Regions from separate parts of the Mus musculus genome. Here regions 1 and 3 are each linked to region 2. A link is a contact called in public HiChIP or PLAC-seq data. All regions are on one chromosome and are shown on one strand. Each heading gives the region's core, a stretch centred on a gene start, on an enhancer-like site or on the middle of the called end of the contact. The rest is flanking DNA. Distances are from core to core; before and after follow the strand shown. Region 1 has its middle 73 kb from the start of Gm27166. Region 2 holds the start of Fli1 (Friend leukemia integration 1). Region 3 overlaps Gm27166 (a long non-coding RNA gene).

Region 1 (3,658 bases), core at 557-3,056, 560 kb before region 2:
GTAAACTGTATCATTATTTATCTGAGACTGGTTTTAAGTTTATCTAAGCATATTTTTCCCCTCAAGGTAGTGTGTTGATATTTTGAATAATATATCTGAATGAACATTCAGAACAAACATTCAGCATGAGTATGTGCTGGGTAAATATAAGCTCACAAGTCTGATACAGTGCAATACATTTGTGGGAGAGTTGATTGTTAAACAGTAAAATTTAATCTGAAATCACTAATTTTTGAAACTGTTTCATTTGCTAGAGCTCTCCTATTTCTTTGGTTTCTTCATTTGATTATTTAATAAAAGAATTGCATTACCAAACTCTGGATCATGTTACAATTCCAGCAAAAGCAGCAATGGGTTCTAGACACAGGCAGCTCTGCCCAGACAGGTACACAGTAGACTAGACCATTGATGTATTGAATAAAAGTAAATATCACTAAAATATTTGAAAAGGTTTTTTTTGTATTCTTTATTGTTTATTTATTTAATGTTATTCTCAAAATTCCTTAGTGAAACTGTACCGGCATAGTGTTAAGCAGAATATACAAGAAAATACATGAACCATGAGACCACTGCCCTACAGGGATTACAATAATTTAGCTGAAGGAGAAGGAGCCATAAACATGGGGTAAATTAAACAGCTGCAGAATACAAATGCCAGATCAGCCATCTAATTAAAGGCAGAGGGCAGTGTGTTTTATTGCCAAAAGAACAGGACAGGTAGCCTTAGAAGAATTCAAGAGGGCATGATGTCACTTCAATCTGAACAATTTTGGGAGGAAGAATTGGCGCCTGGAATTAGTGAAGGCTGGGAATGGCAGCTCCAGACACAGCTGGGTGTCAAGGAGTATGTGACACTGGGAAATGAAAGTGTATGCGCAGATACAAGTGATAGGAACCGCAACCACTGATAACTCATTCTCTGAATGTTAAATAGATGCTACACCCTTTGCTGCTTCATGGAGGTTGTATTTTATTTTCACAGCAGGCTAGCAGAGATATTTTACTACATGTGTACACGTTTGTACTAAGTGGCCCATCTGTATAACAGTAGTAATCTCAAGCCACCAAATGGATGGATGAGCCCTTTCTTCCTCTTTGCAAGGGAGCATGTTCACACCAAGAGAGGGAATGGTGCTTATGGCTGTATCTGGTGTGCAATGATATCTAATTCATACAATTCCCTGCTTCCATTTTCTCTGCTGACAAGTCAAATACAAAACAGTTTCTAAGTTAACCTCCCAGAAGCCAGCCAGAGTCAGTCCTTGTATTCCTCAGCTGCTGGGTACAGTAAACCTCAGAAGATTCCTGTCTAGAGTGGCTTCCCAAACAAGATATCCTTCCAAGGGCACAGTGTGATATGCTTATAACTCCCTTTCTTGCCTCCCTCTCCATCAACATGCCAACATACCCTGTAAAATGTCCCCAGCTCGGCCTTCCAACAACAGCTTAGCAGGCAAACTAATTAATGGTCTGCCTGCCCATTCACAGCATAAATGTGCACTCCCAGTGGTGTAAAGGAATGGAGGAGAAGGGAGCAGAGGGGAAGACCTGGCCTTCTGGGACTTGACCCCCAAAGCTGTCTGAACTAAAGAGTCAAAGAATATCCAGGGGAAAAAATGGCAGGTTCTTTTGTAAGCCCCACTTCTAATCAGTGTGGTACAATTTCATAGCTCATTATTCCTGTGAGTGCCACAGCTACATTAAGAAGTGGGTGGGGGGTTGGGGACAGTGATGGGAGCCGGGAGGAGGGGCCTCCACACTAGAAAGAGTCATATGGAAGCAATTAGCAGAGCCTTCGTTCAAGAAAGCATTAAGGTGCTTGTAGCACCGAGGCTCAAGTGACCCCTAGGCTGAGGCCATAATTCACCAACACTTAATACCACTCCCCCTGCAGATGTGCATTTTATACAGAAATATCAGCTTACCACTTTGAAAAATTAACCTATTGAAGGCTGCCAGATTCGGACACCCTCGTGGGGGTATTATATATTGTCTGTACAGCTCTGGTTTATCCCCTCCATACCCCCCCCCCCAAAAAAAAACCCTTGATGCCTAGGTTAGTTGGCAAACAAAATGACTAAGACGGGTGGGAGTGAAAGAAAAAATGAAGAACCAAATAGAATGTCTGGGCTTTTAAAGGAGTAAACTCCTTTCTTCCATTCTCAAACTCAAAAAGCTCAGAAAAATGTGCATCTTTTCTACTGTAACATGCACTTGCTATCTGTTTAGGATTTCTAAATCAGAAGCTCACTCCAGGGCAATAAAGAATGGTGTGGGACATCAGTCTAAGGAGGGAGTGTGTTGTGTGCCTCAATGATAATTTGAGGGAATACTTCTCTGACCAGTAGGATTGCAGGAGGGAGTAAAAACTCATTTGTTTGAATGTTTCTTTGTGATGTTCTGAGACAATGCAATACCAATTTAAAAACATTATTGTGGCACCAAATGTTTACCCTTCCAATTAGTGCTGAGAAATATTAATACCCACTTTCAACGTTGACACAAACAGCCTGTGACAATGCTGAAGGGGAAACTAATAAAAGAAGCCTTACCCTAGCATAATGGAATAACACACACCAACAGCATTAACAATACAAATACATAAATGTCATTAAATTAACATTAATATGATTAATAATATAGCTAATATTAAAGGAGTTTTACATTAAAATGTAGAAGATTGGTAATTTGTAAGCTGTGTAAATATATGTTGCTATAACTGTGTTGTATAAAGAGGACAAATGAATAAGAATTGAAGTCCCACAATAGGAGACCTATTAAGAGCAACACCCATGTACAGAGTAATGAAATAAGCTCAGTAGAAATCAGAATATAGATCAAAGTTGGCACCTACACTGTAATCTCAACAGATAGGAGCTAACATCAGAGAGAATATGAATTCAAGACCAGCCTAGGCTACATAAGGGAGACTCGATCTCAAACAAAATGAAAAGGGGAAGGAAATAAGAGTGTAGAAAAGGTTTATAAACACAAAAAGGTCTTGGGCTAGATCCTAAATGATTAAAAATAGAAACAAGGTTTACAAATCACTTTGCTTCTGGACTCTGCAAAGCCCCTGTTTGTACACCCATAAACTAGCATGGGATTACTCCGTAGAGCTAGTACTGCTGTAGCCAACGAAAGAACCTGCAAGCCAAATTGTGGATTTGGGAGCTCTCTTCTTTCCATCAAGTCTCACTGTCCAAGCCTGATTGGCAGACGCTCTGTCCCAAAGGGCTTCAGCTTCACAGCTTATCTTGCCATTTTCCAATGCTCCCCAAACGTCTCTCCATTCCTGTCCTTTGCTTGGACATCATCCACTGATGGAGCAGGCTGGATCTGAATAAAAAGCCTAGCTTAATGACTTTGGGAAGCTACTTTTTCTAAAATCTTTATCCCCTTCCCGTTTTAGTTTTTTTATTTTTAAACAGCATCTGTGTAATAAGGTTGCTGTGTGCATTAAGGCAGACAATATGCTTAATGACTTAATGAAAACCAGTTTATATTAATTCTCTGTAATTCACGTCTAAATGCTAGGCTAATGTCTACTTTTTTCCATATTAAGAGATAATACCCCATTGCTTCCAGATGGCAAGAAGCTATCATATGCTTTGTGAAAAATACCTTCATAAGTAGAGATTCTGCTTCTCCGATTGTA
Region 2 (3,813 bases), core at 221-2,720:
TGGAGAGGGGGAAGGGGGGAGGGAGGGAGGCGAGCGAGCGAGCGCAATTGCTCCTGAAGAAATAAAGAATTAATAAGTCACCTTCTTGCCGCCGTGGACACCCTCTTGATTTTTTTTTCCTTTCCAATTTATTCGGATCTGCTCTGGAATTTTTCCCCTCTTTTCCCGGGAGGACTCTTAAATAATAGTGAGAAAGTCCACAGCGTGGTCTGAAGAGCGTGGAAAAAGGTAACCTGTTTTCAAAGTCTGGGAGATGGGAGTCAGGCCGCCAGCGCCGATACCCCAGAGAAGCCTTAACAAGAGAGCTCCTGGGTCCAGCAGGGGAGGCGCGGGGGATAGCAGAAAGAACCGAGCCGGTAAAGCGGGCCACGCCGCTGGTTGGGAATGACAGTCCCTAGCTTGGACCCTTAGACTGCCCGTTCTCATCCAAGGTGGGGTCTCTGCTGAGCCGCGGCTCGCCGCGCTCCTGGGTCCTGCTGCGTAGTGTGGAGGGCAAGCTCGCCCTGGTGTCAGTTCCTTGGGGGCTGCGATGGTATTGAAGAACTTGGGCCGTCGGGTCCTGATAGGTGAGAGAATTTAACTCAAAAAGCCTAGGTTGTGGCTGGTCTACCTCCTTAGCGGGCTGTGGAGCCCGGAGTCGAGGCGCGCCAAAGCATGGGCATCTCTCTGCTAACAAAGCTTGAGGTATTGAGCCCTTGACAGGTCAGGTCCGCGGGACCCAGAATTCGCTTTGAGCCTATCCGGAGACCAGCGCTTAGATGCAAAAACTCTCTTCGGCTCCTCTCTTTCTTTCTTTCTTTCTTTCTTTCTTTCTTTCTTTCTTTCTTTCTTTCTTTCTTTCTTCCTTCCTTCCTTCCTTCCTTCCTTCCTTCCTTCCTTCCTTCCTTCCTTTTTAAAAATAGTAGGTTTGCCTTGATCTGCATCCGAATCTCCCCTGGCGGTCAGCATCGCCAGGTTATCCCCTGTTCTAACAAACTCTTCCGCCGTCTTCCTCCCATCCCCAAAAAAGTTTGACTCCGGCTGGAAAAAGCATTAATGAATGTATCTGTGGGAAGAAACGGAAAGTGAATGAGTCAGGAGGGCCACCTTCGGCCAAAGGCCCAAGGGAAAGGAAAGAGGCCAGAGGCGTTTGGCTTTGGATTTGGGGGGAAGGTGATGGGGGAGTTGCAGACTTCAGGAATCAGGGAGCGGATACTGGGCGTGGACCCCGTCATTGTTCCTGGCCAGCTCTTATCTCCCAGGAGCAAGTATCCTGTGTGCGCAGTGCATGAATGTAACTGGGCATCCCGCGTATATTTATATAGCGAGTGATGCGAAAAGCAGGGCGAGGAGAGGACGAGGGGGTGTGGGGGAGGGAAGACAAGAGAGAGCAGAGAGTGGAGAGGGCGAGATGAGAGAGAGAGAGAGAGAGAGAGAGAGAGAGAGAGAGAGAGAGAGAGAGAGAGAGATAGGACTTCCTCCCCGATCGCAAAGTGAAGTCACTTCCCAAAATTAGCTGAAAAAAAGTTTCATCCGGTTAACTGTCTCTTTTTCGATCCGCTACAACAACAAACGTGCACAGGGGAGCGAGGGCAGGGCGCTCGCAGGGGGCACTCAGAGAGGGCCCAGGGCGCCAAAGAGGCCGCGCCGGGCTAATCTGAAGGGGCTACGAGGTCAGGCTGTAACCGGGTCAATGTGTGGAATATTGGGGGGCTCGGCTGCAGACTTGGCCAAATGGACGGGACTATTAAGGTAAGCGGCTGGGCAGTGGGCGCGGGGAGAGGGCCGACCGGGGCGGCGGGAGGGCTGGGCGCCGGGGTCCCGGAAGACGTGGCCGCTCTCCCTTCCTTCCGCGCCCCGGCTTCGCGCGGTCTCCTCCGGGTGGCGAGTCCCCCATTCCGAGGAGGCCGGCCAGCCTTCCCGCCCAGGGCGATCTACCCCTCACTCCTTGCGCCACTGTGGAATCCCGCAGGCTCCCACTGTGCCGCCCGAAGGGGCTGCGAGACCCGGCAGCTGAAACCTGGGGACCCGGGGCGCGGAGCAGAGTCTCGGGCGGGAGATCGCCGGGTCGGTTCCCACCCGGCACCCAGACGACCTGGCCCCGGCGCCAGGCACTAGTCTGGCGGCCAGCTTCCTCACGCCAGAGGCCGAGATCTGCGCGGGCAGGAGCAGCGTTCGCCTCTGGCTGGGGTCCCCCGACCCTCCGAGCGAGTTGGAGGAGTAGTTGCGGGAGGGCAAGGGGTGCAAGGGAGGGTGTCTGAGGATCCGGCTGAGCCGGCGGGTCCAGATGGAAGACCCTGTTTACTTGTCAGCCAGACCGGTTTCTCTTCCCCCCTTCTCACTGCTGCTGCCCGGCAGTTGCGGACGCCGGCTGCCTGGAGCTAACGGGCCCGCCTCGCAGTTCCTCGGGTTAGGAATCTCCTTGCTCTCCGGCTCCTCAGTGCCTCAGATCCCGCACACTGTGCGTGCGCCTGCTTTAGAGCAAGGGATCCAGGAGCTGTCCTCTCAGTAAGAATTAAACTCCTTCAACAGCTGTCCCCCTGCGGTGGCTGGTTCAGAGTCTATGGCCTGGGGCTTGCCGATTGCACCCCCACCCCCACCCGCCACCCGCGCCGGCCCAGCTTGGGTCTAGGTTGCAAAGTGCAGACCAGCAGACCTGTGAGTCTGGGTTCCCTGTCACGCTTCAGAAAGGCCGAGTGCTCCCTCCGAAAGGGGGAAGTAGGGCCAGGAGCAGAGACGAGGGACACCCCCTAACGTGACTAGCCTAAGAGGACTTAGGAGAATGAATGAGAGCAGACGTTAGCTTCAAGGCTGCATATCAAGCAGGAATTGCTCTGGAAAAACTATCAGGCTGGTGAGGTGGGGACTGGCAGAGCCGCCATTCTCCAGAACCCAGAGGAATCCACTTCCCTCTCATGGCTTGATGAAGAGGAGGTGAAGGTGTTGTTGGCTTTAGAGAATTTAACAGATTTTTATCTTCTGGGTGGGGTCAGAGTGTTTTTATTTTCTAAGAGTCTCTTCTCTCTCTCTCTCTCTCTCTCTCTCTCTCTCTCTCTCTCTCTCTCTCCCTCCCTCCCTCCCTCCCTCCCTCCCTCCTTCTCTCTCCCTCCCTCCTTCTCTGAAACATGCTGACTTAGGTAAAAGGCACCAACTGAAGGAACTCAAAGACAGATGAGATAGCCGATTGTAATGGGGTTTTAACACAACCACCTAGCCACAGGTTTTTCAAACCTGACTTGAGAGTGTTCCTAAGGGGTGTGCTCTGGAGACCTGACAGTGCAGGTCCCTGGGCCCTGCTTCTCTGCTTCCTGTTGGTATGTTCCTGCAAGTGCCTACATCCCTCAGGTTCAGTAACCAGATGGTCCTTCGAAAATCTTCACACCCCCATTCAGAACACTATCTACTCACAACCCCCCCCCCCAAACTCCCCTAGGTCCTAAAGGGTGGTAATGTGGCTCCAGAGGCTTAATGTGGACACTCTGAGAAGAAGTGAAGCAATATCTGCGCAGTGTTCAGACCTCTAAGCACAGGCCCTGAGCTCTGGAGGAAGCTGTGGTCTGTGTACCCAGGATGTGTTAACCCCACACTGTGCACAATGGGATGGGCATGACAGGCCTCAAGGGCAACCTTAGACCAGGAGGCTGCCACTCCATACCAAAGATGGGGGTCAGGGCTCTTTTAGGGTCAATAACTAACAGGAGCTCATGAGCCCCCCCCCCAGACCTCCCAAGGAATACCTTGTTTCTCACCTGGGAGACTTAACTCCAAGGCTACCTATAGATCAATCGCTTTTCAAGCCATCTTCTGGATACCAAAGGTTCTGGAAGATTGAGT
Region 3 (4,131 bases), core at 1,174-3,673, 530 kb before region 2:
GATGCATAAGTTTCTCCCATAGTTTCCTATGTAAGTATGTCTCACTGTCTCCATTTTAAACATCTGCATGGTGCTCAGGTTTCCCTCAGGAGCTCATCACAGAGGCAAAACATCAGATGGTTGTAGGTTAACACAGGCACCCAGGCTATTCATCTGGGAAATGGTACTGTTAAGTAGTCTCTCAGCATCTCTCCAAGGATGTACTGAGCTTTGCAAACCAAGTGTCAGTTGTTGCTTATTTCCCAGGCCATTTCCCTAATGATGGGGATGGAGGGAGGAGCTTTCATATTTCTTGATATATTGTGAAGGGTATGTTCACCATGGCTTCCATATTTTATAAAACAATGAGGTAATATAAAAACAATATATATATTTTAATTTTCAGGAAGCTTTATGGTAGGAGTAAAGCCAAGAATTATAATCAAAGTTACCTATAGAACTTACATCTGGATAGTTCCCAGACCAAACACATGCCTGTTGAAGTATGAAATTCAAAAGTACATCTTAGGGGTATCTCTTTCAAGTCTCCATAGGTCATTACAGTGGTCTCCCAGGCTTGTGAATTACTAGTATTGATGGAGGCTAAATATGGATTTTTGATATATGCTGAAGTGTCAGCAGATGTGGGCTGTTTTTCCCATCCCTTCTCCCAGAAAGGAAAGTCCACAGCTCCTTTCTCCACAAGTGAAGTATCTTTATCCCCACTTTATATGACTGTCTATTAATGCAAAAAGAAATAGAAAATGAACATAGAGAAAAATCTGCTCTGGGTGAACCATTCAGCTGTCCAGATGTGCCCTTCAACATTCATGTAGGAAAACAGAAGTGTGTGTATTTGTGTTTATCAGATACCTTCTCTGGAATGAGTCTGCTATTATGTTTGTAGTTTTTGTAAATATGCCATGTAGCATAAAATACAATATTGAAACGCTTCCTTTGTAGGTTATGAATGCCCTCCATGCTCCTAATTCCAATTCACATACAATTTCTATGGTGTCTAGTATATACTTTTTCCTGTTAGCCTATTGGATAGCATATCCTTCAGACACACTTCCTTATGAGAACTCTTCGAGTTTGACATCTGCAGTTGGAACACCTGAAGCCTCAGTCTTGAGCCTCCTCCTCCTTTCAAACTATTCTTTCTTTCAAAATTACTGACTTTGCTTTTTATATGAAATTCCATCTTTATGATAAACTAATATTTCTCAGGTTGCCCCGTTTCAGTTCAGGGCATGGTATTTTCTATTACTTGAGAAAAATTATAGATCAACGTTATCATCTGCTTGCAACACACCACCAAACTTCACCTACTCTTGCTCTCTTGACATCTCTTTAAACCATCCATTGCATTTCCATTGTTGATATCCACATGCTGCCCACAACCACCACTCATTTAGATATCCAAGGTTTGCTTTGCTTCTATTCCGTGAAAGAAATATTTAAGGCTTAAGAGGAAATGGGAATCCTCTATTTTGTTTAACTTCTTTCTTGAGGTTTCCTTCTCATTCTATAAAACTTTCCCACTCCTCCTAGAGCAGCTACAGTGGCCTTCCTAATATTCCTGGAATTCAACAAGACCTTTTCTCTAATCTGTTGCTCACTTGGTGTAAAGTGCTGGTACCCATTTGAAGCTAATCTCTTCTCTATTGGAAGTCCCCAGAGAAGTCTCTGACTCAGAACATGGGTACCTCTCAGACCATGACACTTGTTGTGCATTCATATTTTCTTCACTATGACTACAAAGTTACAAAGTCCATATACAAACCATGGACTCCATAAAAAAATAAAACACTACTTGATTAACCACTGTAAAATCAATGAGAAACTGTGATCTACTAAGCTTTCAATGATTACATGCTCCGTGGATAAACTAATGCATTAATGTATGAATAACAACAAAGACAAAAACAACAACAAAACTAAAACACACACTCCATGTGTCTCCACCTTCCCACCCTCTTCCCCAGTGTACTTTATTTATCTTGAGATTTTGCTGAGATTTCTTCCCATCAGGAATATTTCTCCCAGGTCTAATTATACCTGAGATTACTTGGTTTCATCTGCAGCCCTGGCCAAGCCACTAGGTTTCCTTGCATGTTAATCAAGCCATCTGGAAAACAGGGCATGAAATTGTAAGTCCCTGACTAGAAGCAGATGCGGCAACTGAGCTGAGCTGTGTTTCCTTTTCAAGAACTAATTGCACACATGCTACAATATGGAGAAAAACATTATAAATCAATTAGGCTATCACAGCAACATTGTGCTCTGTAAATAGAGAGCTAGGCCTTGGCGCTGGGAGAGGAAGATAGGAACACCTGATTCTCCTTCAAATGCCCTTGGCTAATCACGGTTTTACATTTAGTTGTCGATCCCCTAATCCAGGTTACTAGGAAGGTCAGTTTACTGACATTTGTCAAGGGAGTTGATTTTTCAGAGTCAGAAGAGGGGCATTGCTGAAGGGGGAGGAGAGTGGTTAAAAGTATCATAAATGTCATACTTTTTTCAGTACCTGGAGTTAAGGCTAGTGGGCACTTTAGAACAAGGATGACAGAAACAAAGGGATGTGAGCCATGGAGTAGCCAGCTGCTTTGTCCTAAAGGCCTCCAAATGTCCAAGAGTTGAGGGACATTGAGGTGGGCATAACAGGAATTAGGCAAGCCTGGGTTTGAATTTGGGGCAGAGCAAGCTTAAGAGGAACATGTTGCAAAAGGCCCTTCCTGGTCTGCTTCTCTTCCTTTCTGCTTGCTTTGTGTTTGTGTTCATGGAACTTCGACTCTCACGTAGTGAGTATACACTTGAATGTACTGCTTAGGTTAAAGAGATCAAGGTTGGATTCCCAAGCCTAATCCAGTAGTCCAGAGAAGCAGGGGGCAAAAGGAAGGCTGAGACTTTATGGCTGGAGAGATGACTCAGTAGATTACTGCTCAAGCACAAGAATGTGGGTTCACATCCCTGATACTCACAGAAATGTTGGTTGTGTAATCCCAGCACACAAGAGGGGATCCAAGTTTAGGTAGATGTCCTAGGTAGAGCTGCTATTGCTGTATGAAACACCCTAACTAAAGCAACTTGGGAAGGAATGGGTTGGCTTGGCTCACACTTCCAAATCACTATTTATCATCCAAGGAAGTCAGGGCAGGAACTCCATCATGCAAGAAACTTGGAAGCAAGAGCTAATGGAGAGGCCATGGAGTGGTGCTTCTTATTGGCTTGCTTTCTCTGGTTTGCTCAGTCTCTTTTCTTATAGAACCCAGGACCATGAGTGGCAACAGCCACAGTAGACTGGTCCCCTCCCCATCAATCACTAATTAATAAAATGCTTGCCATGCTTGCCCACAGCTAGATGTTTTGGAGACATTTTTGAAATCAAAGTTCCCTCCAGTCAGATGACTCTAGCCTGTATCATGGTGAAGTAAAACCAGCCAGCACAACCGACTAGTTAATGGGCAAGCTCAGGCTCAGTTCAGAGACACTGCCTCAAAATACAAAGTGGAGATCAAGGGAAGGAGACACCCAACATCAGTCTTTGACTTCTATACATGTGCTACATATGTATGTGTACATGTTACATACATATGTACCCACACTCACACATGCCTGCATGCACACACACAAGAAAGAAAGGAAGGAAGGAAGGGAGGGAGAGAGGGAGGGAGGGAGGGAAGGAGGGAGGGAGGGAGGAAGGGAGGAAGGGAGGAAGGGAGGAAGGGAGGAAGGGAGGAAGGGAGGAAGGGAGGAAGGGAGGAAGGGAGGAAGGGAGGAAGGGAGGAAGGGAGGAAGGGAGGAAGGGAGGAAGGGCAAGACTTCTGCTAGAGAGGTTTTTTTTTTTTTAAAGAAATAGACTCAATATGGATCTTGAAGATGCCTGTAAAGACAACTGTTAACTGCTGAGTTAGTTTATAGGGCATAAACTGTTGGTGTGTACATGGCCAGCAGGATCAAAGCTATTCAAAGCTGCCTCAGGCATTTGGTAATAAGCTCTTCTCTATGTCATATTTGACTTTGCCTTATCAAACAGTTGACTCATCCCTGGCTATGCTTTAGAAACACATTAGAAGCTTCAAGAATTTAGCTGTGTCCCTGTGATCACTGTAGGTAGCTCCTAGGCATTGGTTCTTTTAAAGCCAACTC

What was found. HiChIP or PLAC-seq counts read pairs in DNA pulled down with a chosen protein or histone mark.
Region 1: an H3K4me3 HiChIP or PLAC-seq map of embryonic limb bud shows a contact between it and region 2, with 7 times the contacts expected there. The contact joins the enhancer-like site here to the promoter of Fli1 in region 2. A contact is called at or near these places in 12 of 39 promoter capture datasets (the 3T3-L1 cell line, the C10 cell line, cranial neural crest and 7 more), 1 of 15 datasets of contacts at CTCF or cohesin (large pre-B cells), 1 of 484 Hi-C or Micro-C datasets (embryonic stem cells), 22 of 115 datasets of contacts at active chromatin or transcription factors (the SCID.adh cell line, T-cell acute lymphoblastic leukemia, bone marrow-derived macrophages and 15 more) and 2 of 9 other capture datasets (adipose tissue and liver).
Region 3: an H3K4me3 HiChIP or PLAC-seq map of embryonic limb bud shows a contact between it and region 2, with 4 times the contacts expected there. The contact joins the enhancer-like site here to the promoter of Fli1 in region 2. A contact is called at or near these places in 11 of 39 promoter capture datasets (the 3T3-L1 cell line, 3T3-L1-derived adipocytes, cranial neural crest and 6 more), 1 of 484 Hi-C or Micro-C datasets (regulatory T cells), 15 of 115 datasets of contacts at active chromatin or transcription factors (DN3 thymocytes, T-cell acute lymphoblastic leukemia, acute myeloid leukemia and 12 more) and 2 of 9 other capture datasets (adipose tissue and embryonic stem cells).

Annotation. Positions count from the first base shown.
Region 1 is chr9:33,102,864-33,106,521 of GRCm38.p6, reverse strand. No RefSeq gene overlaps it. Among named protein-coding and RNA genes, the nearest start is that of Gm27166, 73 kb to the right of the region's middle. Within about 2 kb of position 1,806, at least 11 of the 459 cell types and tissues checked have an H3K27ac peak or open chromatin away from gene starts, as enhancers often do. A contact at or near this core is called in craniofacial prominence, embryonic limb bud and second pharyngeal arch cranial neural crest, where this site is marked.
Region 2 is chr9:32,539,109-32,542,921 of GRCm38.p6, reverse strand. Fli1 (Friend leukemia integration 1) reads left to right here and starts at 1,470. Exons shown (of 9, transcript NM_008026.5): 1 at 1,470-1,731. The coding sequence starts at 1,714.
Region 3 is chr9:33,068,338-33,072,468 of GRCm38.p6, reverse strand. The region is part of intron 1 of Gm27166 (a long non-coding RNA gene); the gene reads right to left. Among named protein-coding and RNA genes, the nearest start is that of Gm27166, 39 kb to the right of the region's middle. Within about 2 kb of position 2,423, at least 1 of the 459 cell types and tissues checked has an H3K27ac peak or open chromatin away from gene starts, as enhancers often do.